Regions from separate parts of the Mus musculus genome. Here all the other regions are linked to region 1. The links are chromatin contacts, called in public Hi-C, Micro-C and promoter capture Hi-C maps. All regions are on one chromosome and are shown on one strand. Each heading gives the region's core, a stretch centred on a gene start, on an enhancer-like site or on the middle of the called end of the contact. The rest is flanking DNA. Distances are from core to core; before and after follow the strand shown. Region 1 holds the start of P2rx3 (purinergic receptor P2X, ligand-gated ion channel, 3). Region 2 holds the start of Hsd17b12 (hydroxysteroid (17-beta) dehydrogenase 12). Region 3 holds the start of Rbm45 (RNA binding motif protein 45). Region 4 holds the start of Slc39a13 (solute carrier family 39 (metal ion transporter), member 13). Region 5 holds the start of Itprid2 (ITPR interacting domain containing 2).

Evidence for each region. Promoter capture Hi-C pulls out the DNA fragments that hold promoters and counts their contacts. Hi-C and Micro-C count contacts between places; a contact is called where the count stands out from the background.
Region 2: a Hi-C map of CD8 T cells shows a contact between it and region 1, with 5 times the contacts expected there. The contact joins the promoter of Hsd17b12 here to the promoter of P2rx3 in region 1. A contact is called at or near these places in 1 of 39 promoter capture datasets (pre-B cells) and 2 of 484 Hi-C or Micro-C datasets (CD4 T cells and CD8 T cells).
Region 3: a Hi-C map of double positive thymocytes shows a contact between it and region 1, with 9 times the contacts expected there. The contact joins the promoter of Rbm45 here to the promoter of P2rx3 in region 1. A contact is called at or near these places in 2 of 39 promoter capture datasets (liver and pre-B cells) and 4 of 484 Hi-C or Micro-C datasets (CD4 T cells and double positive thymocytes).
Region 4: a contact with region 1 is called in a Micro-C map of embryonic stem cells, with 7 times the contacts expected there. The contact joins the promoter of Slc39a13 here to the promoter of P2rx3 in region 1. A contact is called at or near these places in 1 of 39 promoter capture datasets (cranial neural crest) and 1 of 484 Hi-C or Micro-C datasets (embryonic stem cells).
Region 5: a promoter capture Hi-C map of pre-B cells shows a contact between it and region 1. The contact joins the promoter of Itprid2 here to the promoter of P2rx3 in region 1. A contact is called at or near these places in 2 of 39 promoter capture datasets (cranial neural crest and pre-B cells) and 1 of 484 Hi-C or Micro-C datasets (CD4 T cells).

Annotation. Positions count from the first base shown.
Region 1 is chr2:85,033,092-85,038,701 of GRCm38.p6, reverse strand. It overlaps P2rx3 (purinergic receptor P2X, ligand-gated ion channel, 3), which reads left to right and starts at 2,868. Exons shown (of 12, transcript NM_145526.2): 1 at 2,868-3,521. The coding sequence starts at 3,403. It overlaps Ssrp1 (structure specific recognition protein 1), which reads right to left and starts at 1,582. Exons shown (of 17, transcript NM_182990.4): 1 at 1,374-1,582; 2 at 733-908; 3 at 164-349. The coding sequence starts at 786.
Region 2 is chr2:94,155,556-94,161,165 of GRCm38.p6, reverse strand. It overlaps Hsd17b12 (hydroxysteroid (17-beta) dehydrogenase 12), which reads left to right and starts at 3,257. Exons shown (of 11, transcript NM_019657.4): 1 at 3,257-3,456. The coding sequence starts at 3,297. Gm39885 (a long non-coding RNA gene) reads right to left here and starts at 3,002. Exons shown (of 3, transcript XR_866573.3): 1 at 1,724-3,002; 2 at 1,274-1,365. It overlaps Mir670hg (a long non-coding RNA gene), which reads left to right. Exons shown (of 8, transcript XR_003953878.1): 8 at 1-530.
Region 3 is chr2:76,366,573-76,372,182 of GRCm38.p6, reverse strand. Rbm45 (RNA binding motif protein 45) reads right to left here and starts at 2,199. Exons shown (of 10, transcript NM_153405.2): 1 at 1,755-2,199; 2 at 26-148. The coding sequence starts at 2,054.
Region 4 is chr2:91,067,244-91,072,853 of GRCm38.p6, reverse strand. It overlaps Slc39a13 (solute carrier family 39 (metal ion transporter), member 13), which reads left to right and starts at 2,539. Exons shown (of 10, transcript NM_026721.3): 1 at 2,539-2,699; 2 at 4,115-4,423. The coding sequence starts at 4,123. It overlaps Gm39874 (predicted gene, 39874), which reads right to left and starts at 2,503. Exons shown (of 2, transcript NR_166131.1): 1 at 2,348-2,503; 2 at 1,231-1,788.
Region 5 is chr2:79,633,220-79,638,829 of GRCm38.p6, reverse strand. It overlaps Itprid2 (ITPR interacting domain containing 2), which reads right to left and starts at 3,405. Exons shown (of 18, transcript NM_080558.4): 1 at 3,086-3,405; 2 at 2,752-2,797. The coding sequence starts at 3,290. It overlaps Gm46751 (a long non-coding RNA gene), which reads left to right and starts at 3,768. Exons shown (of 2, transcript XR_001783386.2): 1 at 3,768-3,848.

The sequences.
Region 1 (5,610 bases), core at 1,619-4,118:
TGTTTGTTTGTTTTGTTCAATAGTCTCCAACAGCCTTGCTTCGAGGAACCCAAATGAGCAGTAACATGATTATCAGAGAAACGCCAACTGTCTCTAGAAGATTAAAAATAAAAAAAGACAAGGCAGTTACAAAGAAAGTGGGTCACAGAACAAGATCGCTCACCGATTCGCGGAAGCCATCGTACTTGTAGACATGCCCATTCTTTGTGAGCAGTTTAAGCCCATGGCCTAATGCTACCCGACGCCAGATGCCTTCTGTCAACTCCCCAGCCTGGATGTTGTCCACTTTGCCCGTCTTGCTGTTCTTAAAGATGATACCCTGACGGCTCAATCGAAGCCTCCCATCATTCTGCCCAAAATACAGACCCAAAATCAGAACAGGGTAGTGTGTAGTGGATCCTTTCTACCCCTTACCCATGGGATGCAGGATGGCCAGAGTATCAATTGAAAAGCGGTCGTGGTGAAATCAAGTTAAAAGACACAACAGACATTAAGTCTAGACTGCAAGCTTGGCTCTGGCATCAGAAACCCTGTAAGGGCCCCAGTTTCCTGGTTTTCTAATACAACTCAACAAACTCAACATCTTGCAACTCTTTGAGACTTTGCTCACGTTTTCGCTTGGGGGACACACTGATACACTGTTTCCAAAAAAGTAGTCAGAGTTAAGCTTTTCGTTCATAGATTCGAACTCTTTCCCCCTCTCTGCCTTTCTTTTGCCCAAGCCATTCTCACCATGGACCCTTTCACCTCCTGGAAGATGTCGTTGAACTCCAATGTCTCTGCCATGTTCACCTGCCCGTGGTGGCCTGAGCACACAGCCCTAGGCTGCACCAGAGAAAACGAACCCTTCTCTGGATGCTGTGCCCCAATTCCTGGTTAGTTGTGTAGATGTCCAGCAGGGTGGGAATCTGAATTCGGGAAGGAGACTGATAAGCAAGAAACAACGCCACCTTACTCCGCTCAGCCATGTACCTGGTATGTCTCAAGTTCTTTGCTGCCTGGGGATCTTACTGACCCGTTCTGCAGGGCTCCTGAGGCCAAGGCCCAGGACCCTAGGTGCAGAACCAGGCCTATAGTGGCGCTTACACCCCAACCCGACACCCTCTCGGTACGTTCCACGGACAGGCACGGCAACAATCGGCGGAACCTGAGACCCGCTCAGAGAGCGCACCTCAACTCCGCTCAGAGGGTAGTGTCCTGATCGCAGAGACCCCACCACCCCGGGGCCCCGCGTGAATCTACGTTTCTCCCCCTTCTTTTAAAATGGATTCGCCCATTGCCCGCGAATTTGAACGCGGATCGATCCATTCCGATCGTCCCGCGGGGGAGCGGGGCCCATGCACACCAGGGGCCCAGGGATCGCGACCACCCACCTCTAAGAGCTGCAGCCTCGCGACGGCACAGTGAGGGCGGTGGGCGCAGGGGGACGCAGGGGAGGGGGTAGGGATGCGGGGGAAGGGATGCCGGGGAAGCTTTTCCCGCGTGCGCAGCCCCGCGTCCCGCCACCGGAAGTCGCGCACGGACCATAGAGAGGAAGACTTGGCTAGAACGGCATCATCCGGGCCGACCAACGGGTACATTCGCCTAGAGCGTCGGCACTCCCCCTGGTCGGCTAAAGCGAGAGGCTTGCTATGGAATCCCACGCGGCTGAATTCTTGACTAGAAAACGGGAACACTCTTTAGAAAGTTACAAGCTGCTCTTCAAAGACTAGATTCCGAAGGGAAATTATGCGGTTTTATTAGGTGTTCAGGTTTGTATGTTTGTTGGAATCATGCACGCCCCTCCCTCCTGTGAAATAATCTGGGAAGGAGTCTGTTGAACAAGAAAAATACAGAGGTGTAGCCCCACTAGCTGCAAAGGAGATGCGGGTGTCGGCGATTGTGCTTGCTTTCCAGCTGTACCCTGGCAAGTAGATCAGATCCTTTCTGCAGTGAGTTCACCTACCCCCAACACTATCCTGTCCATATCCCTAATTTGTGGGTTCTCAGGAAGAGCCTAGCAGATGGCTGCATTAAATTCAAGTGGTGGTGTCGGATTTACCTTTGAGCTAGAACTTACTTGAAATCACATCAGCCTACGTTGGCAGAAGCCCGGATGGCCTCACATAGCACCGGAGTGCATCTTGCAAAATCTGAAGCCAGGTCTGACAGAGATGCTTGAGTTTATCTCATTTTACAGATGAGAAAAATGAGACCACAAAAGATTTGCGACTGGGTGTCAGTCCATTACCATCAAAACTGGAACCTAGAACACAGACTCTTTAACATCAGCCTTTTATAATCATGAGGGTTCAGGGTTTAGAGTGATTGCTAGCATATGTCCTACACAAAGACAGGATAAGCCCACAGTTTCCCTGAAATATCACTGCACTGACTTGCTAACTCAGTCCTGGGATATGATATAGATAAAAATGTGTTTTGTCATTCGGTGCTTGTGGCTTTAACCACTATCATTGCTAGCACTATTTAGCTAAGTCAAACTGGGCTTAAGACATAATGAAAACCTATTAATGCAGCACGTTTCTAGGATCTGACAAAACTGTTGAAGATCGTTAAAATAGCCCAGCCTCTTAGGAGCACATACCCTAACAAAAGATTTTAATAACTTCGGGGTTTAAAAAGAGAGGGAGTTCAGTAATTTCTGTGCAACTTGAAGAGTTGCAACCAACTAGAGTTAGAAATAAGCGACTTTCCGCTTTGTAGTATTACAAATCTGTAATCACAACACTCAAAGACTGGGGCAGGAGGATTGTGAATTTGAAACATGGCAACATAACAAGTTAGACAACATAATGAGATGCTGGAGGGCAGAGAGGAGGAGATGGTAAGAAATGCGTGTCTTCCTCCCAGGAGACACAGAACTGTCAAGAACCCTTTCTCCCTATTTGTGCTATTAGATAGAAATCGACAGACACTCAAGAGTGGAGTTCTTGGCTCAGGCAGATGAGCTAACTCAAGAGTGGGCAGTTACAAGGGGCTTTGGAGAATACAAAGCAGCTGGTGAGCTGGGATAGAGATGCCGCGTAAGAGAACAGAATAGAAACAGTAGACAGAGTGCAGATGAAACATAAGTCCCAGAGGGCCCTAGCCAGCTGCATCTCAGGCAATCTGGAGCCCGGGATTGGAGACCCCACCCCTGCTGTGACATCACAGGGGAGTGGAGTGAAGATGAATAAAAAGGTGGTCCACCGCCCTGGCCCTGGACTGTTGGCTTCTAGAGTGTCAAGAGGAGAGACGAGGCACTGGACTACAGTTGCCTGGCTTATAGGAACTGGCTCTTTTCCTCAAGCCCCATTAAGCAGCCCACTCCAGTTCTTGATCTCTGTCTCCCAGTCCTGAGGTCTTTTCTCTCCTTGGGCTGCATCCACAGCCTTTCTGGGTGGCTGTGAGCACTTTCTCAGTATGAACTGTATATCAGACTTCTTCACCTACGAGACTACCAAGTCGGTGGTTGTGAAAAGCTGGACCATTGGGATCATCAACCGAGCCGTTCAGCTGCTGATTATCTCCTACTTTGTGGGGTGAGTCCATGGTCCTTCGGATGGTGGGACAGAAGGGCTACCTGATGTCCTTCCCTCCCTCTCCCAAGGCTGCTCTGCAGCTCCTAGACCCTCTTCTCTGGGAAACACTTTGATTTGTGGGAGCCATGTCCTCAGGATTGGCCTCTGCCACTCCCATCTAGACCCGTCTCAGGTGCATTATTTTACCCAGAATCTCTTCCAGGATTCTAGACACATACGCCAAGAATATGAGTCCATTCCCTGGTTAAGAAAGGACCCATATGGTCCATCTTCCCAGACCAAAACAAAAACAAAAACCAAGTCAGACCCCTCCCCACATTTCCCCATTCCCCTCCATTGAGTCTTTAGAGTCCCAGAAAGATAAAGGAACGCAGGAAGGAGGAATGAAAACCAGGGAGATGGGCTGATGTGTGGAAGAAGAACCAGCTAGAGAGGAAAGGGGAGAGCTGGCTTTAATGTAGACTTAGGAATTTCTTCTTGTCATAGGGCTAGATGGTGAGAGGTTAAAAAGCAAGAGACATCTGTTCTTGGAGAGCAGGAGAACTGCCCCCCAAGCTAGACAGAGGCACAGACACACTCAAGGGAAGACCTGCCCAAGAGAAAGGTACCTTTTCTGACTTAGTGTGGGGCTTTTCCCCAGGAATGCAGAAATGATACCTATTGTTAAACAGCATAAATTCTCGCCTCACTCTGTGTCATAAGACACATGCTAGGGGTTGCTCAAGGACCAGCCAGATCCCAACACCGCCCTCCTGCACACATACAAAGGGACTTTGGCAAACAATGGCTGGGAGGAAAGCACGGGTCTGTCCTTCTTGCGGTCATTTCTACACACTGGTTGGCACCAGGAAATGCAGGCAGAAACCTCAAGGGTTTTCTTTCCTGGCTTGTGGGTCTGTGGTCGCTTGCCGTTCCTTGAAACGATGAGTCTGTTTGTGAAAGACAGCCACTGACTAGATCATGAGTTAATTCAGGCAAATCAAAGAGTATGTCCTGTGTGCTTGCAGCTGGAGCTGAAAGGTGGGAGTAGATAGATAGATGGGCAGATGTGGTTTTTCATAGTTCTGTTCCTTGGGTTTGATGAGAGTCTGTAGGCTTTAGTATAGCATTGTGGGGACATCAGAAGGAATTCAAGCTATGGAGTCGGATTAAATGGCCTTGAAGCTACTTTCCTATGTTGAAGTTTTGTGAGAAATGTTTAGATGTTCCATGTCCCTTTCTCCAAATTTGGCTCAAAACTGGTTTTTTGTTTTTTTTTTTTTTTGGTTGGCTAGTTGGTTAGCTTTTGTTTTGGAGACAAAGTCTCATCTATCCAAGGTTATGGACTTACTACACAGGTGAAGGTGACCTTGAATTCTTAATCCTCCTAGTGCTGAATTGCAGGTGTGGGCCACCACATCCATTTTTATGGCTGGCTGAACCCAGGACTTTGTGCATATTAGGTCAGCACTCTGTCAACTGAGCTACATCCTCAGCTGGTTCTTAAGCCTTCTGTGTGCACATATATATTCAGTGCCTTGATTGTTGATAGCCACAGGATGGTATATTGGTCCAAATGAAAGAAAAAGCTTTTCAGCACATTCCTAACCTGGCCTGGCTCTCCTGGCTCCAGGCAGGACGTTGATGGAAGACAGAGACAGCCATCTCCTAGATGGCTAAGCCCCCTTAGCTCTGCACTGCTCTTGGCTGCCCTCTCATCAGAATCAGATTGAATCCTCCAATGCTGGGGTTTTGAGTCCAGTCTGCTCAAGGGAGCATGAGAGAGGCTCTTTGGCATCTTGATATACAACCCCATCCATCTCCTATCCTGACAGCTCCCTGTGCAACAGTGCCTCACAGTTTCATCAGCACACTCAACAGCCCAGCCCCCTGGCCCAAGCCCATCTCTGTTTATAGGAGCACAAACACCATGTGACTTCATGAATGCATTGTGATTAATTTAGCAAAAGTGCATCAAGCGTCTCTTCATGTCAGGCATTATTGTACAGTGAGGGTAGAGCAATGGGCAGAAGCAGACAGGGTCTTTATCCTGTGAGCATCATACCGTGAATAGAGCAAGAAGTTGATACTAACCCAGTGATCCTCACAA
Region 2 (5,610 bases), core at 2,008-4,507, 9.1 Mb before region 1:
TCCACCTGGTTGGCAGAGTGCTTCCCCAGCACAGAAGGAACTGGTACACACGTGGGATTCAAGCACTCAGGAGCTGGAGGCAGAGCACCAGAAGCTCAGGTATAAGGGGTTCAGGGTCAGCCTAGGGCACATGAGATCCTGCCGAAAGCAACAACCAAACTCAACGTGCTGAACTATATTCAGCTGAAGATCAGATAGTGCAGTGGATGGCAGAGCTGTTAAGAACAGGTAATGAAGACTTGGACCCTTGTCTCAATTGTTAAGCTATGATAGTATTCTTAAAAACATCCAACTTCTATAGAGTTCCCTAATTATGAAAATTTCTTTTATACAGTTTAGTACTCCTGGTTTTGCTGTGCAAATTGAATGTGGATTTGTAGAAATTTGTACCAAAATGTAGAAAAACTGCCAAAGAACTTCAATGGAAATCTTTATGTACTATTACAATGAAATGCTGTTAATTCATGTTGCTTACATTAAAGACTATTTTCAACTTTAAATATTTTAAATAAATGATTCTGAAGTCCCAATGTGGTTGTGTCTGATTCTCTATGTCTCCTATTCCTTCCTTCCTTCCTTCCTTCCTTCCTTCCTTCCTTCCTCTCTTTTCTTTCCCCCTTCCTTTCTTCCTTTCTTTCTTTCTTTCTTTCTTTCTTTCTTTCTTTCTTTCTTTCTTTCTTTCTTTCTTTCTTTCTTTCTTTCTTTCTTCCTTCCTTCCTTCCTTCCTTCCTTCCTTTCTTTCTTTCTTCCTTCATTTCTTTCTTTCTTTTCAAACAAGGTATTACTATATAGACAAGGCTGGCCTTGAACTCACAAAGATTGAATGTCTCTGGCTCCAGAATGATGATATTAAAGTCATGAAACACTATACCCAGCTTCTTATATATTGTTTAAAAGAAATTCTACAGCAACAATTGTTATTTGCCAAGACAGCTTCTGAGAGACTAATAATGAAGCGTTTTCCCATATTCTAGTATAAAAACACTTGAGATTTGCATTAGTTGGCAGTAACAGAGCTAAGAAATCTGTCATGGTATATTTTGTTTGCAGAGTGAACAAGCCTTGTTGTAGAACTGGTTATGAGAATTTAATAGAAAAGAAGGGCAACCCCCAGGTTTTGCATCTCGAAGAAATCATGAGTAGTGAGTGGTTCAGCTAAGGAGATGGGGAAGAAAAAGTAAAGATGTGTCTTAGTGACTGTTCTATTGCCATGAAGAGACAACGTGTTCAAAGCAACTTATAAATGAAAGCATTTAATCAGAGACTTACTTACAGTTTCAGAGGGCAAGTCCATGAACAACATGGCAGGGAACATGGCAGCAGGCAGGCATGAATGACTCTGGAGAAGCAGCAGAGAGCTCACATCTAGTCCACAAGCAAGAGGAAGAGAGAGAGAGCATGCTAAGTTGGAATGGCATGAACTTTTGAAACCTCAAAGCCCACCCCCAATGACACACCTCCTCCAACAAGGGCACACCTCCTAATCCTTCCCTAACTGTTCTATCAACTGCTGACCAAGTCTTCAAACATAGGAGCCTGTGAGTGGCATTGCTGTTCCAGCCACCAGAAGAGGCATATGAGGGCAGGTGTGGAGTTTTATTTTTAAATTTATTAAGCTTGAGTGGAGAATGTAGCTCAGTTGATACACTACTTGACTAGCATGTGTAAAGCTCTGGGTTCAATCCCCAGCACTGAAGTAAGAAAAAAAAATGGTGTCACATACCTGGAATCTCAAACCTTGGGAGGTAGAGGCAGCTTAGGATATTTGACATCCTGTCTCAAAACAAAAACAAACAATAAATGTATTGAGCTTGAGTGGAGATATTGAATGAGCCCCTGGACCTCTAAGTAGAGCCTGAACAGCGACTCCATTTGTTTACTTTATGTCTGTCTCCCTGTCCGCTGAAGTACTTCCATGCTCTTCCAGAGATCAGATTTTTGTGTCCCCTTAAAGCTTCCCTTCAGGGCAGGGGAGATTGCTTGGTGGGTAAAGTATTTGCTGCTCAAGCATAAGGCCTGTTTTCAGAGTCAGGGCCACAGCTTGTGCATCAACAAGTGAGTTTCGGTCACCTGTCCTTCCTAAGTCAGCTAAAACAGTCAAATTAATAGTGCAGAACAGCAGGAAAAGAAAAGAATAAAAAAAGATTTGGGAAAAGTTATAAAGAGACCCAGTACCTTCCACCAAAGCCATGTTTTAGGTTCTGATGTGCAGTTATGGTTTAAGAATGGGCCAGAGTAACATAAATCTAAGCAAGTCAAAGTGTGGTCCAGCCAGCTCACCACTGGCCCCTCATTGCCTCCCCTGTAAGGTGTTCTGGAAGTGTTTGCCCACGTTTTAGGTTTTCTTTTATCCCAGCATGAAGTCCCTTGATGGGGGTGAATCGGTTCCTGTTTTGATTTTATTGTTTTGATTGTCTTACAGTAAAAAGTATAGGACACAAATATCTCTTTAATATCCTCCCACAAAACAAAAATAAAATGATTTTGGTTTTTACTGGACCAGGTCCAATAAAAAAATTTGAGTTTCCCAGAATTGCTCCATAAGCTCTGTTCTTGTAGGATACTTTTCATTCATCTTACAACTGTTAACGCTACTACACAGTAGAGTTTTCTGGAATTCCGAATTATTGGGAACAAGTATAAAGTTCATTGTGGGAGCTAAGGCAGTCATTCAAAAAAATGGAGCGAAAGCGTGCTCTGCAGACAAAGGGGAACCGTAAACCTTCATCTGAAAAGTCTGAGGAATTAACAATCCGAAAGCGGTTATTACTAAGACGTAATCACAAGCACTACTCCAGCTCCTCCCGGACTTCTACTATATTCTTCCCTTTCCGGTTCCATTCCTTCCTGAAATGTGAGCTAAACCCAGTTAGGTATCACTGGCCAATCAGCGCGCAGCCTTCCGCAGTCGTAAGGGCCGCCTCTGCCAATGAGAGATCCCTGCGCTTCGGTGGTGCGAGGTAAAGCTTGTGGGCGGAGCCAAACGTTGAGCGGCTTGTGAGCGAGCCACTGTCTTAATACGGAAATGCGGCTCTGAGCGCGCCGAAGGGGATTGTGGGCGGGGCTACGAAACGAAGGCTAACCAATAGGAGACATAGTACGCTTACAGGAAAGAGAAGTCACCAATAGACACATGGATATGACTATGTAGGCGGGTCTTAGACCTAAAGCGTTCAAAAAATCACGTCTATTCGCTGCGTCTTCGCCGTCACGGCGGCACCGCCTCCTCGTCCCATTCATTCTTTTTTTTTTTTTCCTTCCCCATTCACCGTAGTAGTGAGGCCTAGTCACGAGCCATGGAGTGCGCTCCCCCGGCGGCCGGCTTCCTGTACTGGGTGGGCGCGAGCACCATTGCCTACCTGGCCCTGCGAGCCTCGTACTCGCTCTTCAGGGCCTTCCAGGTGTGGTGCGTGGGCAACGAGGCCTTGGTCGGTCCGCGACTCGGAGAATGGGCAGGTGAGTGGAACCACAAGCCGCGACCACGCTGTGGCCCTTGTTCCCCTGTCGCTCGCGCTCAGCGAGCCCGCTCTGGAGCGCGGAAACTTCTCCAGACCCTGAGCGCACTGGCGGGGTGGGTGATCTGACCTGCTGCTGCCTGGTGGGCACGGAGGAGACCTTTCTTAACTCCCCGGACTTGTCCTGTTGGAGCCCTCCTGGGCAGGCGGCCGGAGTCAGGCGCATTGTCCGCTGTGTCCCTTGCAGTGTTTATTTATTTTTTAAAATAAAGTTTTTCACTTGGCTTGAAAACTGGCCCTGTGCTATGGATGAGAGCATAGGTGAAGATAGGAAGAAGGGTTGCAGGGACAACGATTTCAGAAGTTAGGATCTTGGGAAACTTGATTCTCCAGTTACTTGAATTGGGTTTGTTTCATGTAATTTAACAAGTCCTTTTGGGGAGGGGGGAGGTGGAGGCGGTGTCGGAGGAAATCTTGGTAAATTATTCTGGAGTTTCAATGACTAAGAAGCGCTGTTCTGGGAAAACAAAGTCTTCCTATCGTATTCAGTACTTTTTGCAAGAGTTTGCGGAAAATGTCTTTACAAAAAGTGACCAAAACACGCGAACCTTCTTCTTTTCAGTTGACAGATTTTAAAAATGAGAACGAAGGTCGTATCAGAGAAGTTGAGAAAATCCTAGTTCAGCCCTCTCACCTTTGTTTCTATTTTTTGAGAGAAGGGCTTTAAAACAAACACCCATGTAATCATGATGTATGTGTGGCTCTCTGGTGTTTTGTAACTCACTGTTCACGACTCAAACATTTTATAGAATATTGGGGTGCGGTTGCCTACGGACTAAACACAGGACAGAAATCATGTTACTTTTCAGGTTTGTTCTGTTCATTAAAGAACATTTAAACGACTTAGAAAAGACATGACAGTTAATCTTTTGGGACAACACCCTAATAATAGGAGAAAATATTTCAAGTAGAAATGAGTTTGTGAGCCCCTTTCCTTGATGTGGGGCAAACAGTGATTTTATACAACTTTCCAAAATCACTTTTCATAGTCCCTGGGGGAAAAAGTGCTCGCTGTGATTAAGATTCAGATGATATAATTTCACAATTGACTTGGTCAGTTTCTTTGTTGTCAGCTTGGAAAAAGTTGTTTGTTGGCTTATTTTTATTTTTTTTTAAGTCAATGCAACAGTAATCCCATAGGAAATCAGTTATCCAATAAAATGAAACTTGCAAAGAAAGCCCAGTGTTGCTTTAGCTTTATTATTGTAAATTGTTTGCACAGTCTAAAACGCAGAGTGAAAGTCAAGGGTTTGCCACGTTCAAGGTAGGTTTGGCTCCATCCAGACAAAGGGAAACTGGTAAAAATTAGGAAAGCATTTCTGGCAGATTTAGAAAAGAAATTTGACCTAGAACATTGGGATATGAAAGAGAACTGTGGTGTCATATGGAAGTGAAGTATAGTTGGGGTCAATTGTTTGGGGTTTTGGTTTTTTTTTTTTTTTTTTTTTTTTTTTTTTTAATGCTTAAGCAAAAGAAATGATAAGCAAGATGGCTTAGCAGGTAACGGCACCTGGCCTACACTTGACAGCCTGATTTCCATGCTCAGGATTATCCACAGAGGAGAGACTGACTTCTCTCCACATGAATGCTTTGGTACAGATAGCACCTCCCCAGATAAAACAGCACCCCTCCCCCGAGGAAATGTAAACTAAGTCCTCACTTGTAACTCATAAACATATGTATGTAACCTACATCTTTAAACACTTTCTTACTCTTCAAATTCAGATATTTCAGAACTAGGATTCAGATGAGTTCTTCCTTGGCAGCGGTTGGGTGGGAGTAGCATACTATGTAGAAGACAGACTAGCAGAGGCAGCACCTGGGGTCCCGGTAAGCTGTGGTTAGGCATTGAGCTGGGGAGAGTTGGGATAGTAGGGTTAATGCTAATATGTAGGCAGCATTGTTTTCTCCCTTACAGGATTGCTGTCTCAATCTTGAGTGCTCATTCCTGGGTGATCTGTAAATACATGCTAGTGGGAAGCATTCTTAGGGTGCTCTAATTTCAGTCCGTGATGTTAATTTATCTTCTTCTCTATAGACAGTTAAATAGTTTATTCTGTAGAAATTAGTAGTGGTTCAGTTTTTGTCAACTTGG
Region 3 (5,610 bases), core at 950-3,449, 8.7 Mb after region 1:
AGCTATGATGATAACACAAAAGTACCTTGAACTTCTCCCGCAGGTCTTCTTCTGTATAGGACTTTGGTATCATAACAAAGATTCTCGTGAGTTCTTCATCTTCAACATCCCTGTGACTTCCTGATGATCGGGACTGGGCAATGAAAACCTAAGAAACATATAAAGCCTTCAGAATAACGCTGTGTATTCCTTAAGCATATTACTTTATAACCCTGGCTACAGTTTAACTCTGTCTGTAGGCCAGGCAGGCCTTCAGGTAATATGGAACACCTTATTCACAAGGACCCATGAGGGGTGCTCTGTGTGTGTGTGTGTTTCCTTTAAGGAGGGCAGTGTGTATCACTGAAGTGTGAGAAAACCATGGAAAACGGAACACTGCAGGAGGCAGAAACTCAAAAGACACCGAATATAAAAACCACGACACTGTGTACTTTTGTGGAAGAGAACACTGGGTCCAGGAGAAGGAGAGCTTACCTTTGCTCAGGAGACAGCTTGCTATAGAGGCAAAGGACCCTACTTACAAGACAGAGTTAGAGGCATATCCCTAGGTGGTCTATTTTAGTTATTTCTTCAGTAATACCCACCATATGTCAAGCACTGCCAACGGTATTAGAAGAAATGGGCAACTCTAAGTTAATTTAATCAACACACCGGTAATGAAATAGCCAAAGAAACATACAAGAGAAACTCGAAAGAAAACACAAATAGTAGATAAAAGGGGAACCTTGGATAAATAAGAGCGGGGATACCATCAGATCACAAATTTCTAAATTTTCGAGCCTAAAGAGCTTATAAAGTCCCCTGATTAATGACTGTATCTATATAGCGCACATGAATGACCTAGCACACACCTTGTTCTCAAAAATTTTAACCCCGTTCCTCCCTTGCTCTCCCCCCGCCCCCATTTATTTCCCCTTCTCTACGTGCTCATGGCTGGCCTCTTCTTTCTTCTTCCTTTTCTTTCTCTCTTCTTCTTCTTCCTCCTGCTCCTTCTTCTTTCCCTCCCCCTCCTCCTCTCCCTCTGCCTTTCTCTGCCCCTACTACCCTCTAACTCCCCTCCCCATGCCCAGGTGCAGCATAGAAGAGGGGCTGGAGACACTCTAGCCCACAGTCCATGAACACTCGTAAATGGTATTCTTACAAAACCCAAACCAGAATTCCCCCACACCTTGCACCGTTTTCTAGGTTTGCCCCTTTCCAGTATAGCATAGCTTGTCACAAAATACTTTTACTTTGATAATTTTCTGTTTATAGGCATGGTGCTGTAATTTTTTTTTTACTTAAGAGATCCTTCAAGCTTTGTAAAAGTAAAATACACGAGGAAAAAAAACCCTAAAACTAAATTTTCTAGTCGCGAAGGTAATTACAGTGTTCGAGAGAGGAAGCTCAGAAAAGTTTTCACAATAGACAGGAAGACGGGGACAGGAGGTTGACTGACTTACGAGGTCAGCCACAGTTGTGCTATCCTTGGATGTGGCTACCCAATCTGTTCCCAGGGTAAGAGGCTCCTTTGGCCAGAGGCCGGGGATCCGCTCCTCCAAGCCATCCTCGGCACACTCACGGTGCGTGCAGAATCCAACCCCTCTCCTACCAGATGCACAGCATCCCCGGCGCAGCAAAGGGGCGGGAGAGACCCCAACCCATACCGCCGTCACCCTCGCGAGCACCCTCAACCCCGGGCACCCATATCCCAAACACCCCAACCTGGGCATCTCTACCTCACACACCCTAAACCAGGCACCTCAGCCCCGCACCTTGATGGGCTTGGTGTCGCTGGGACCCAGGCACTGTCCGTGCATCTCCTCCATTGCCCGGCAGGCCTGTGAGCTGCGCGCGAACTTGACGAAGGCCACGCCCTTGGACTCCTTAGTGTGCTTGTCGCGCACCACCCAGATGTCCTGGATGTCTCCGAAGGGCGAGAAGCGCTCCCTCAGCACCAATTCGGATGTGTGCTTGCTGATCACTAGAAAAATGCGGCTGTTGGGCGGCTCATCCAGGCTGTCTACGCCCGGGCGGAATCCTCCGCTGCCTCCCAAGCCGCCGGCGTCGTCCATGGCGCCCCACGCGGGACCCAGGCGCAGCCCCCCTGCAGGCCCTGTTCACCCGGCAGGTTCTCGGCCGCTTCCCGGCCGCTTCCCGGCAGCTCCCCGTCTCGCCCCACGCCGGTAAGCAGCTCCGCTTCCGGAAGAGCCGAGAGCCGGAAAGCAGGTGCGTCCCGCAGTGAGGTCTGCGGGCTTCCGGGAACATTCTGCAGCGCCCCCTGGTGCCACGGTGGACTCAGCAATCTCAAATCTTCAGTCCCAGGGAAAACCAAGAATGGGTTTATGCAAACCACTTTGCCCTGTGGCTAAAAAGATCCACCTGCCTGATTCTTAAGCCTTCCCAAAGCTGGCTTCTACTAAGCCTGTAATCAGATTGCTACATTTGAGGCCTCCTGGGCTACATAGTAAATTTGAGGTCAGCAAAAGCACCACACCAAAAATATACAAAAAGCAGGCAGGCTTCACTCAAAATGGTCCATAGAGACAGGTACAAAGGACCATTGCGTTGGGGTCTTGCAGTAAGGGGGAGAGACTGGACTTGGTTCCAGTAAGATAAATGGAGGACAGTACAATATGAGTTAGTATAAGGACAATTACTGAAGATCGCGGGGTAAGAGAGACTCTCAGTAGATCTGCTTCCCAGAACTTAGGCTGTAGATAAGTGATAAGTTGATAAGTAATAAAACATTAACAGCCGGGCAGTGGTGGCGCACGCCTTTAATCCCAGCACTTGGGATGCAGCAGCAGGTGGATTTCTGAGTTTGAGGCCAGCCTGGTCTACAAAGTGAGTTCCAGGACAGCCAGGGCTATACAGAGAACCCCTGTTTCGAAAAACCAAAAAAAAAAAAAAAAAAAAAAAAAAAGACATTAACAGCAGTCAGACATCAAGGATAAGAATTATGGCGAAACTGACTTATCAGGATTTGTCCTCCAATTAGATTCCCCTAGAACAGAAAGCTGGAAGTTGGATCTAGTCAAGCAGAAGACCTGGGGGGAGTTTGTCTGAAATTTTGGTGAAAACACAGTCTTCATCACCGTTTTGGCGTGGCCTTGTTAGGATGGGTGTGGCCTAGTTAGAGTGGGTGTGGCCTTGTAGGAAGTGTGAGGTTGAGCTTTGGGAGTTTCAGTAGCAGTGCCTTCTTTCCCTCTTGTCTTTGGACCTGGAGGTAGAACTTCCAGCGGCTTCTCCAGCACTATTATCTCTGCCTGCTGCTATCCTTCCCGCCATGATGACGGTGGACTCAACCTCTGAAAGTGTAAGCCAGCCCCAGTGAAATGCTTTCCTTTATAAGAGTTACCGTGGTCATGGTGTCTCTTCGCAGCAATAGAATACTAAGAGTTAAAACCATAGAGTCTGATGGCTGAAAGGAGCCTTTTACAACCATGGAATCCTTATCCCTATTTTTAGAGATGAGGAAATCTGAGGCTCAAAGTTAAGATGCACAGGTAACAGAACCAGGCCCAGAGGCAGCTGTGTGTGTGATCTACGCAGCTACCGCAGCCCATCCAAGATGCACGAGCAGGGAGAGTGATGGATGCACATCTGAGAACTACGAGAAATTAGAGGGCCCAAGCAAAGTGCGAAATGCCCACTGGCTTCCACGGCATATTAGTGAACCTTGGTGATGAGGTGAACAGGCATTTAGGACAAAGGACTGGGTTAGCCTTTAGTAGCACAGGAATCGCAGAGCTGGGCTAGGGACGCACCTCCTAAAATGCCCATACCGAGGCTGCTAAGATCGGGCCATCTATGAAGTCAAACACATCCATGTTTATTGTGCATCAGTCATGCATGCCAGGAGCTAGAGACTCAGGGCTGGAGAAAGAACCATCACTGACTCTTGTGAGATTCTCTACTGCGGAGTAGAAATAATGTTACATACTAAATAGAGCAGGTGTCAGGCATAATTAGTGAAGTCATCCATTCATTCAATTGACCTTATTTTTTTTCCAAAGATTTTTATTTAACTCTATTTTATAGATATGAGTGTTTTGCCTAAATGTACCATCTGTGTCCCATGTGTCTGCAGTATCCGTGCAGGTCAGAGGAAGGCATTGGATTCCCAGGAACTGAAGTTACAGATGGTTGTGAGCTGCCACGTGTGTACTGGGAGTTGAACCTGGGTCCTCTGGAAGAGCAATCAGTGCTCTTAACCACTGAGCCATCTCTCCAGCACTCAGCAACACAGGGTCTCACTACCCAGCACAGGTGGGCTTTTAACTAAATCTTCTTTGTCTTGGCTTCCCAAATGCTGGGATTCCAGATGTATACCACCACACTTGGAAACTAAATATTTTGACTTTTAATTATGTGTTGAATACTGTGTTCCACACAAGAGATAAAGTATCAAACAAATGGCCACTCTTTCCTCTATCATGAAGTTAACAGTTTAGCCTCATGTAGTTAATGATTATATAGAGCTCATAGTTTAGGGCTATGAAATGCATGTGTACAAGGACACAGGAGACATTAGTTTTCCAATTTCCTTTGACTATAGTGCCCAAAGCCAACTTCTGTATTGTCTAACTAGTAGTCTCTAAGCGTCAGGAATTACAGATGTTACAATGATTTTGACACAGGGGTTACAATCGTTTTTTCCTGGCATCACACTCTGTGGAAGGAATGTTCTGTTTACCTTCAGCTTAGAAAGTACAGGGAGTAACTTGCACTAAGGTTCCACTTTTCCTTGTCTTAGAAGGAAGACCAGTCAGGTGAAAACAATGTCATCATTTTATTGACGTGAGGAAGTGCAAAGATCACGAGTAAGACAACTTGCGCACCAGCGCCATCTAGTGGGAAACCGTTTTCTTAAACTGCAGTGCCTGTAAAATAAGAATATTGATTCTCATCCTGCACGTTTAGAGCTTATAGTATTTCCTTCAAGAGAAGCACTGGGAAACTATAGGAAAGGCATTTATATCTGTATCACCCAAACATGAAACATCGTATACTCGAGAGAGGCAAGAAGCGTTTATTTACACTACTAAAATATAAGCTTGCGATCCTAAATTCACTCATCTGAATGGTTCTGTTGGGTATATTTAGTATATTCATCACATTTCCCCTGGTTTTGCCCTAAACAGGATTGTTTTCCTTCTCTGAATCATGGAACCAATAGCAAGACTGAGCACACAGACTCGCATTTCAACCTTTCACCTATGGGGATCAGGGAGTTGCAGCTATAGAGGAAAAGCCATGGGGAAGGGAGAGGCTTTTGCTTTTCAGTACTGGCGATGGAACGTAGGACCCTGCTTGTTCTAGGCTTTACTGGATAAAGCTCCGCTTTATACAATTTGTTTTGAGATGCAGTCTCAACTAGACATCCCAGGCTGGCCTTACGCTCATTTTGAAGTTTGAGTGGCATGAGTGATTATGATAAACAGGTCTTCAACCACCAGGCCTGGCTGAGGGATGAGAGTATAAATGGAGAAATAGCCATGTCTTTTCTGGGAATAAGTGGAGTTTTTTTTTTTCTTTCTCCTGTTATGGTCTATGCCAGGCATCTCCATCTCAACTGCCAACTGCCACAGCCCTTGGGTGTCTCAGTGAGCATCCAGGTGGTTTACA
Region 4 (5,610 bases), core at 1,290-3,789, 6.0 Mb before region 1:
CATGTGGACCTACCATGCCTAATCTTATTCATTTATTTGTGTGTGCATACTTGCAAACACACGCACACACACACACACACACACAGAGGGAGAGAGAGGGAGAGGGAGAGGGAGAGGGAGAGGGAGAAGGGAGAGGAGAGGAGAGGAGAGGAGAGGAGAGGAGAGAGGAGAGAGCACCCAAGTATATGTTTGTGCAGCACACACATGAGAAGCCCATGGAGATCAAAAGAGGGCATCAGATTTCCTGGAACCATATACAGGTGGCTGTGAGCCATCATTTGAGTACAGAAAACTAAACTCACGTCCTCTGGAAAAGCAGCCAGTGCTCTTAGCTGCTGAACCATCCATCTGTCCTTCCCCACAAGATCACCTTTTCTAAAGTTTGTTTCAAACAATGGATCTTTTCACCCTCCTATCTCTGCTCCAGTCTCTGTCCCCAACCCCTCCCCCTTGCTCCTTTAATTCCTTAGATTTTGTTGGTGTCACTTCCAGGCCAGGTGAGAAGAAGGTTTATACTAAGAAGGATTTGTAGCTGGGTCTTGCTAGTGTCCGTGCTGGCCAGGAGCCCTTTGACCTCTAGAATGGCAGGAATGCTGACAGTGTTATTGTGAAATCATTTGCATATTGTGAGGTACTTTGCATAAGATGGCATGGTTTGCATACAGGGAGGAAGATATCTTTAAAGTTCTAGTGTGGCAGCCCTAAACATCTTCTCCCTGTGGCAAAGAATCTGACTAGGCATTCTGTCTCAGAGCTTGCAGAAGGGCTTAGAAGCCCATCCTGGGAGACTTACAGGGTTGGCGAGGCGAGCCAGACAGGAGTATTTGGAAGGCGCTGGAAGTCTAGGAAGCATGCGTGTTATATTAGGCAGGTGTGATGGTACAGGCCTTTAATCCCAGCACTCGGGAAGCAGAAGCAGGCAGATCTCTGTGAGTTCAAAGCCAGTCTGGTCTCTAAATGGAGTTGCAGGACAGCCAGGGCTATACAGAGAAACTTTGACTCAGGGTTGGAGGGTGGAGGGAGGGGTATAAAAGGCTGGGGTTGTAGTTGATAGAGTACTTGCCTGGCACACACAATGCCCAGGCTGTCAGCACTGCATAAACTGGATGTAGGAGGGCACATCTATCCAGGCAGTCCACAGGTTCCAGGTCATTCTCTGCTATATAATAAGTTTAGGGGTAGTCTACATGAGACCTTATGTCAAAAATATATAAATAAATAAACCAAGAGTGGTGGCACACGTATTTAATTCTAGCACTGAGGAGGTAGAAGTAGGCAGATCTCTGTAGGTTCAAAGTCAGCCACATCTACATAGAAAGTTCCAGAACAGGCAGGGGGTTAGGGCTACATAGAACCAATCTCAAAGTAAAACGACAACAACAACAACAACCACACACACAAACACACACTGTGAGGTAGGGCATCAACTGTGATGTGTGAGTTCGGTCTGCTCTCGGAGCGCCCAGAAGGAACAAGGGACCATAGAGAGCCGCAATGGTAGGTGAGGACTAATGAGCCCCTCACTCTGTCACAGCCAGCCCAGGGGAGCACTCATTCGGCCTCTGCTGAATGTCTTCCATGTCAGTTACTGGCTGATTCCCAGAGAAGGATGCAAACATGTATCGGATCGCAAAGGAGTGGGGGGTGTTAGGCCACATCCACACCTTAGCTCCAGCTTAGACATGAGGTGGCCATCGCACGCCCTAGGGAGAGGTACATCCAAGTTGAATTCCGCCTCTGCCATATGTGTGACATATGTCTGACCCTAGGTCAACAGTCAGTACCCACCTGAAAGATAAAAACGATTTGGTAAAGTTAACACTGATTACTGAGTAAATGGTCAGTAAAGGGCTACCCTAGATCAGAGAACTGTAGCCATTGTTATTGCCACTAACTGCTCCTTCGGTCTAAGAGTTCAGGTACAGCTTTGTCAGGGTAAGAGAACACCAAGTCCTTTGTTGTATCCTGGCTTGAAATTCCAGGGCACAGGCTCTAGAAACGTGTACTGGACTTCAAAGGGTTACAGTCCTGGAGACGGTGGCCTGAGGTTCCAAGTGAAAAACCAAAGCATAAAAATAATTCGATGAGTAAGAATAAAATTCCCTCTTCTGAGGTACCCAGAGCCAGGCCCCTCCTTGCGGCAGGCACTTCCCCTTTCCCTAGCTCATGGAGGAGCCAGGCCTGCTGACTCAGAGAGCCATAGCCCTGCTCTCGTCCCGGGACGGAGCGGTTTGGCAGCCGTGCGCGCCCCCGTGTGGCCACTGCTGGAACTGCATCCTCAGAAGGACGCCACACTGAAGCCCCGCCGCCCTGTTGATCCCGGTTCCCGCGTGGGTGCCGCCCTCACCCTAGCTTAACTTGGCTAAACGCGATGCCCACGAGGGTACCCACTTCCGTCCTACTCTCCCCGCAGCCCCAGAATCCGCCCCGAGCGGAAGTGCGCTGACCGCGCGGGTCCCCCATGGTATGAGGCGGAAGCGCCTCCCCCGCCGTCGCTCCGTCTAGCCCCCCGGAGCCGCGCGCGTCGGGTTCCGGACTGTCCCGTGTGACGTGGCTGCACGCCGGGGGTGGCTCCGGGCTGGGGGCCTAGTGGTGGGGCCGGGCGAGGCAGAGCGGGGCGGGGCGCGACACTGCAGCTGGATGGCCGGGCCCGCCCGGAGCGCTGCATCTGCTGCCGCTGCCACCTCTGCCACTGCGCGGTGAGTGATCGCTGGACCCTCAGGCCGGCGTCCGGGGCGGGATGGACCGTGTCAGTTCCCAAACCTGTCGCGACTCGTCCTCAGTTTAGGAGTTGAACTTGCCTGCTCTTTGGCTCTTTACCTCTGACGTCCCACGCTCTGCCCCTCAGCCCTCCCTGCTGCCCCGCTTCTTGTCTTCTCCTTCCACCAGACATTCTAGCTCATTTTATTGACTTTCCTTTCTCTTGCTTTCTCCTTTCTCTCCATACCCCATACTTCTCTGCTGAACCTGTGGTCCCCCCTTGCCTCTGCATGACCCGCTAAGGTCTTGGCCTGGCGAGGGCCTGCCTTGGTCCCAGTGAAGCTTTGCTCGTTTGTTTGTGCTGGTGTTGGCAGTGGCGGCCGCGAGGGGTCGGGGAGGGCTGGGGCAGGGGTCACTAATTATGGCCTGAAGATTCCAGACATAGGCTTGTAGCCCACCAATCAGAGACCGATGATTTCTCTCTTAACATCCATTGGCAGATGAGGAAACTGAGGCAGTTTCAAGGTCACAGCCAGTAGAAGACGGGGCAGATCACATTTAAACTTTCCAGATTGAACTTCTGGCTTGGTTGACTCACATCCCCATCCGGCTGCCATCAGTCTGCAGAGCACATTCCTTCTGCGAGTGCTTCAGACCTCCCCTGGCATTCAGAGGACTTGCATTCCCTCCTCGATGCCAGCAGCTACCTGCATTGTCAAGTTCACCTCATATTCATCGCTGTTAGGGAGCTCTGTTACCTCATCCATTCCCTGATGAGGACACTGAGGCTCAGGCTCATAAGGGACTACAGTCAGTTAACAATCTAGAGCACCAAATTAATTAGCCATAAGTTAGTTACCACAGCCTCTGGCTCTGGCAACTGTGAGGCATCTCTTCTCTTCAGCCCCACCTCTTGTCTCTTGGTGCCCAAGAATAAGATCATTTAGGAGGAAGAGGTTTGGACTATGACTCAGTTTCCCCACCTGTGTTTCTTTGTACCACGCCATCAAGCTAAACAGTGCTGGCTTTAGACCCTGGGGTGTCTTTACCGGCACATTCTGGCAGCCAAGCCTCTCCTGGCAGCTAGAGGCACCCAACAGGGATGGTCCCTCCTCCGGTGGCTGAAGGAGCCCAGCCAGTGCCTCACCCAGTCATTAAGGAAAGTTTAGCCTCAGGCGGACACATTGACACATAGGCTGGAGCCAGCTCAGAAGGAAAATATGTGTGGTTCTTGGGAGACGTGTAGATGGGCAGAGGGTGCTCCGTGCACCCACCCTGGGGATTGTTTCCGCTGCAGAGTGAGCAGGAGGGGGATGCCATGGCCGGTTGAGAGGTGGGAAGAGACGCTGTGCTTCCTAAGTGGGGTGTGTGGTCCAGGGAGGCAGCTCACGTGAGCAGTCTTTGTGTTTTCTAGCGCCCGGCATGCCTGGATGTCCCTGCCCTGGCTGTGGTATGGCAGGCCAAAGGCTCCTCTTCCTCACTGTCCTTGCCCTGGAGCTCCTGGAAAGGGCTGGAGGTTCCCAGCCAGCCCTCCGGAGCCTGGGGGCTGCAGCTGCCTGTCGCCTGGATAATAAAGAAAGCGAGTCCTGGGGGGCTTTGCTGAGTGGGGAGCGACTGGACACCTGGATCTGCTCCCTCTTGGGCTCTCTCATGGTTGGGCTCAGTGGGGTTTTCCCCTTGCTGGTCATTCCCCTGGAGATGGGGACCCTGTTACAGTCAGAAGGTGAGTGGCCCTTCAGCAGCTGAGGATCAGAGGGGAGGGAACCTGCTGCCGGCTCTGGGGAAATGCCAGGTCTCATGTACCAGGTACACCAGACATAGTATGCCTAGCATGGAGTCCAGTGTCACCTTGGTCCTGTGCGCATAGGGTATACATATTCATTTGTTCACTCATGCATGCATCTGTTTATTATTTCAATCAACAAACATTCCCCAGACTCGTTATGAAGAATGGCTGGCAATATGGCTGCCATACTACCTGGGCTCAAATCATGGCTCTGCCACCCACCAACTATGTAGAACATGGCAATTTACTTAACCTCACTCTGCCTCAGTCTGTCAGACTTTAAAATGGGGATAATAAGGCCGGGCAGTGGTGGCACACGCCTTTAATCCCAGCACTTGGGAGGCAGAGGCAGGCAGATTTCTGAGTTCAAGGACAGCCTGATCTACAGAGTGAGTTCCAGGACAGCCAGGACTATACAGAGAAACCCTGTCTCGAAAAAACAAAAACAAAAACAAAAACAAACAAACAAACAAAGTAGGGATAATAAGGCTGAGCATGTCATTTAGTAGTAGAATGCTTGCAGGGGTTAGGGTGGGGGTTGGAGAGATGGCTCAGTGGTTAAGAGCACTGACTGCTCTTCTGAAGGTCCTGAGTTCAAATCCCAGCAACCACATGGTGGCTCACAACCATCTGTAATGAGATCCGATGCCCTCTTCTGATGTGTCTGAAGACAGCTACAGTGTACTTACATAAAATAAATAAATCTTTAAAAAGAAATGAACTTTAGAATGCTTACCTAACACGTTCAAGGCCTGGGTTTAAGTCCCAACTCCCCCAAATGAACATACTAACTTCATAGATCATAGATGAAGCACTTGGAGGACTGCCTGGCACAAGGAAGGGGCAGGTGTGTAAAGGCTCATGGTGGACCCTAGGTGCAGAGGTGAGCAAGTGCTGCAGCCCCCCCCCCCCCGTCCGTGCCCAGTTTTGGTTAGTGGTATAAGGGCTAGGGATGTAGTATAGTGGTTCTGTGTCCAGCAGCTCAGTGCCCACACTGCATACCACACTGGATGTGATAGCACACACTTGAGTGAAGACAGGAGTCAGAAGCTCAAGGCCATCTTCAAGTACTCAGCCAGGCAGAGGCCAGCCTCTGCTATCCTTTCTCAAACAAATAAAAAGGA
Region 5 (5,610 bases), core at 2,156-4,655, 5.4 Mb after region 1:
AGAAAGCGCCTTTTCAGTGGTAAGTAACTTCACTTAGTAAAACAAACCGGTTACAGGCGTCAGGAAGAGTTCTTAACTCTTGCCTGCCAGTGGAGCTGGCAGCTCAGAGCACAACCTAGGCAGCCTCGCCACCTCCACAGCCGCCTTTCCTCACAAACACAGGGAAGCCTGAGCATCTCTGTAACGTTTTAAACTCTAACAAGTACACATTCTCCTCCCGTAGCTTTGCAAAGTCCTCAGCTCCCCTTGGAATCGGAGTCAGGGATCAGCCAATACTGACTTTTCTCTCCCTCAAGTTTGTAGTTCAAACACGAATGTCTCCCAAGTTGTTTTCAAACACAAAGATATCTTTACTTTTCCCAGTTTTGTGACTTGCATCACAGAAATATTCTTGTATTCTGAAGGGTCTAGTCTGTGATACAGGCTTCAGTTTCTCAGTAACAGTTCTAATGATTTGCATTAGAAGTGGGGTGCATTCAGCTTCAACTACGCTGCTCAATGCCAATTACAAACGCAAGCAAATCCCTAAGCAAGGTGGTCCTGTGAAATTCAGTGCTTTTGAGACTGGAGTTGAAGAAGAATCACCAGCAAGTACCATATGGGCCCTGACAGAACTTCAATTTTAGGGTTTTGCAAACATTTCACATTTGTATCATTAAAAATCTTTTTTTCCCTCCTGGTAGCTCTTTCCTTAGTTGGGCCCAAACACTACAGTGGCCTGTGTCCACAGCTGCCCATGCTATTCTTCACTGACAGAAAATGGCAAGTAGGCAGAACGTAACTGGACTTCTTCAAAAGCAGTTCTCTACTTCTGGACACCTCCCTCCAAATCCCACCAGAATCTTCTACTGCTTCTTAGACATTGTGTCAAGTCATTTGGTTAGTAAATAAATCAATATAGTTATCAGAATAAAGACTCCACTGGAAAAGAAAAAACATGACATCTTTACCCTGAATATGGATAGCAATGAGGAAACAGTATTGCAGAATTTACCAAGGAAGGAAAATGTCTTTCAGATCATCTATCTGCATACAATATACAAATTATGTTAATGATCATCTCAGGTACACACAAAAACTACTTGTACATTGAATAGGGGTAAGTACATGAACAAGAAAGAAATCTACGACAGGTTTCCTTAGATAATTATATAATCTGTGCACATTAAGTTTAGCAATGATACTTCTGGAATTTTCTGGACCAGTCCTGAGTCCTGGTCAGTGTTAGCATTAGACTACTTCATTTATCTAAAAACTGTTTTTATTTTCCATCTCCTTGATATGATTTCTTCTACAATCTCAATTCCTATATATCATTTTTGAAATGTGATTTTTCTCTTGTTCTTACATTTGAAAAAGAAAAATCCTTCGACTATCCCCTTGAGATAAAAACGCTAGAAATTTTAAGACCTGTTTTCAGTGTAAGCCAATAACATATTAAGGAGTGGATTTTAAATGAGACCAAGATGTAAACTTTAAAGTCCTGAATAAACGCAAGGACAGACTACTCCGTTCCCTCCTTGATGTGGAAACGTCAGAGATGCTGCTTTGTAAGTTCTCTCCTAGAAAGTTCTGAAGATGTACATTTAAAAATCTCAGCCTTCTAATCTAACACTGTTTGATGGCGAGCCCCTGGCACACAGTATAGTACTGTGCTTTGTAAAGGCCATATTCTTGTCATCTGAAAATCAAGGGGTTAAAAGAGGCTGATGGTTAACCTAAAGATGTCTTGAAGCAATGTATTTGCCTCTGTGCATCTTTAAAAGGAATGCCTATACATCCCATAATATTTCAGACGAGTCTATGATGCCTAAGTAAAATTCTGCAGCTAACAATCAGTATGGCTCCAGTTATGAACTAAGACAGAGACAGCTATTGGTCTTTACAGGGAAAAAAAAAAAAAATAATTCCATATGTGAGTAGCTTTCAAAAAGAAACAGAAAAAAAAAAAAAAACCAACAACCAAATAATCCCTAGGATAAACATAATTTGCGAAAACAATAATATGCCCAGAAGCAAATGCCAACCAAAGTTTAAAAGTTATAGTCTTCACACACAAGGTTTTTCAAAGAGCAAATAAACTGGGGGAAAAAATAGAAGTAAAACACATTTTACTTTAGTCAAATTTACTTGTAATAAAACCCATCTCCTCTGTATTTTATCAAACATTTTTGTGCAGGTTGCCAAAGTATGTAACTAAACAGACTCATAAAGTATGAATGCCTTCAAAGCTCCATTTCCTTCTGCGAATTCCAATGCCATCTGACAAAACCCTGTCCCAGGACTTAAACTCCAAGGAGCAAGTTGGCTAGTTTTAATAGGTCCCCAGAGAGACCTAAGGCACACAACACAAATTAAACCCCAGTTAGTGTAGCTAAGTAAATTAAACTCGTCTATAACACGTTTGAAAGGAAAATGATTCTATGCCAGATATGCAGATGCCAAAATAAAGAAAAATAAAAGGTTCTGTGAAACATCAAAATTATTTCAAGAGAAAGCACGACCAGCCAAAGTAGCATCACTGTGACCTGTTTTAGTTTCTGATCTGCTGCTGACATCATGCCCGGACTGCTGAAGTCGTCAACTCGGTCACCAAATAATCAGCGGCCACAGCACTTCCAGTTCTAATCGCTTCTAGAAGGAAGCTATCGGCCGGCTCACTTTCCGGTTCCTAGCTTACAGTGACCACGGGACCCAGAGACGAAGTCGAACCCCCTCGCTTCTCCCCCAGGCAACCCCCGCTTTACTTACCGGCAGTCTTTGAGCCATATCGCGATCTTCTCGTTGGGCACGTTTCCTGCGGGAGTAGAGCGAAGGGACAGCTCGTTAAAGACCCCAAACATAAGTACTCAGAGGCTGTGCCATCCTGACACTCCCTTGCAGGAGAATCTGCCCTGGCAACCCGTAGCCTCCGAGAGCCTTCCCGGCGCCCGACCCAGGGGAGCCAGCCGGCAGCCAGGTGCACATGCTGGAGCTGAAGCGCGGGTCACGCGCGCATTTAAAGTTCGGGGGCGTCCGGTCCCCGCGCCCGGTGGCACGGAGCACGCCACCTCCCTGATCGCACGTCCCTGTCCCGCGCACCGACCTCGCCCCGCGGGTGCCGGCAGCTTCGTGCCTGGGAGGTCCTCCTCGTCGTCCTCGTCCTCGTCCTGCGTCGTCGTCTCTGTGGACAGATCCTCGGTCTCCGACGCCTGCCAGGAGCTGCGGCACTTGGCCCAGGCCTTCCTCCTGCGACTCGCCACTTGCCACTCCAGTTCCTCCTCCGCCTCCGCCGACAGGGGTCGGTTCATGGCCGCGCCGGGGGCTCCGCGGGCCCAGCCCGAGCCTGCGCGGGACACAGCGGCGGCTGCGGGGACCCCCGCCGCTGCTGTCAGCGCCCAGCCGGGCAGGGGGCCCGGGGGAGCCAGAGCGGGCGCCGCAGGAGGAGGGGACAGGGAGGGGGGGAGGGAAGGAAGGGAGGGAGGGGCGGAGGGCCGGCGCTTCACGTGAACCCGGCCTGGCGGGGCGCAGGAGCGCGAGTGGCTCCGGCAAGCCGGGTAGGCGCCGAGCGCCCGCCCGGCCCGGTCCCGCCTACTCTAAGACCCCGCCCTGCCCCCTTTCTAGCCACGCCCCCGCTAATGCACAGTCCAGCCTCTCGCAGCTGTGCGCCACGCCCACGACGGAGGCCACGCCCTCTTCCGGTGGCGGTCTTGCCGGGAGGTGAGGACGAGAGTTGGGGCGGGGCACGTCCTGACGGGCTAGGAGCCGAACCGCCCCTTCGCGGTGGCCTCAGGAAAGAGCCAGATTTGTTTGTTTGTTTGCTTTACAGCTTTTCCTTCTCTCAACTCCTCTCTCGTCCAGAAATAGAGGTAAAGTGCCAAGGCCAAGTCTCATAAAACGCCCCCGCGTGCAAACAAGTGACTGGGCTGCTGAGACTTAATCAGTGTAGGATGCCTACAGGATTGGGCAAGGATGAAAGAGACGTGAGATTGTACTGTCAGCTTGTCAAAGCTTACCTTGGTGTTGCTCGCACATTTTGAGAAACCTGTGTGTCCTGGTTATGTGAGGTATGAAAATCCAGTGAGAAAAAAGTGGGTATGTCACATTGAAGCTGCAGACAAAAAAAAAAAAAAAAGGAAGTGAAGAAAGCGACCTGGGAGTATAAAGAAAGCTAACTGCTTGGATTTGGGACTTAGAAGATGTAACAAGAAGCAGGTCATGCCAAGCTTCTGAAACAATTCTTAAATCCCAGCTTCCTCCGTCCCCTTTATCATACTTGTATTTCCTATGAGGAAAAAAAGATTAAAATTCTATCCAGATTGAGACAAAGTGTTACATATCAAACAGTGAATGTCCTAAACCATCTACAGACAATATAGAAAGCTTCCAACATTTTATTGAACTCTGCAAGCAAAGTGAGAATAGTTTTTTGCTTTGGTCTATTTTTATGCTTTTTCTTGACTAAAAAGGACATTTTTACATAAATAATATTTTAAGGAAGAAATTTTCCACTTGAAATAGATATTTGCAGTTCATAAAAGTCCAAGTTAAGTGTGCATTCATAAATGAAGGAAATAGTTTTTGGAACACAGAATGTAGTGTCCTTGAGATGAGATGGAACCTAGTTTCTTGTGCAGGCCTTTGCACATAATCTATTCATCTTTAAAGTAGCACAGGGACCTTCCTGTCTTTGGTCCTTACTTCTTTCTAGCATGGTCCATATGTTTGATAGTTCCCAATATATCATTAATCATTGATAGAAACAACAACTCCTGATGGTTTATCAATATCCCCAAGACCAATTCCAAAATCCAAGCTGGCTTCCCGGAGCCATCCCAGCATTATCATGGCCCTCCTGCACTTACAGTGAACTGTAAGGGGAGCTACAAGGATGGTACCAGCAACTCAGTGACTTGACCTTTCACTGGTAAGGGATCATTTAGTTATTAATATGTCTTAGACTTTCAGGAGCTCTATATTAAGGATGAAGGTACCTCTTTCATATCCTTCCAATGCAGCTGCCTGTGGAATATGAGACAGATGAAAAGAAAGTGCCTAAAGAAGTGTTGGTGTGGTTGGTCAAAGGCTGTAGAGGACACTGGCTCCAGTAGTTTTATCCAGGGCCCTGTTGGATTCTGTCCCATCCATTTGCTGTCTCCAACTTCCACTCTGACACATCCATGTGCTGTGGCTGGTTCTCTGTCCTTGCTTTTTAAATCATTCCTGTTCTGTCTACTGCCTGCATGAACCAGCTGATCCGGGATGTCTTCACTCTGTGGCTCCCCCAGTCATGATCACATCCTATTTACAGTTCCTTGATGTACAACAGAATGTACACGCTGTTCATTGAGGGGAATGGATTAAGCAGTAAATAATATGATCAGATCCAGACAATATGTTTAGTTTACCAGCCACTTTGTAAACATGAGAGATTATGGACCATATTTTCATATCTTTCATGTATCCACAATACAATGCTGAGTCTACATAGAATACTGCCTACTCTTGAGGCAAGATGTCCGTTGCTATTGTTCTTCTTTAAATGAGACAAACTCGGGTTTTGTCTGCTTTGCGTTTTTTCTCCAATGCTTATTTTTTTTTAATTAGCTTTGCTTGTACTTTTAGAGAACA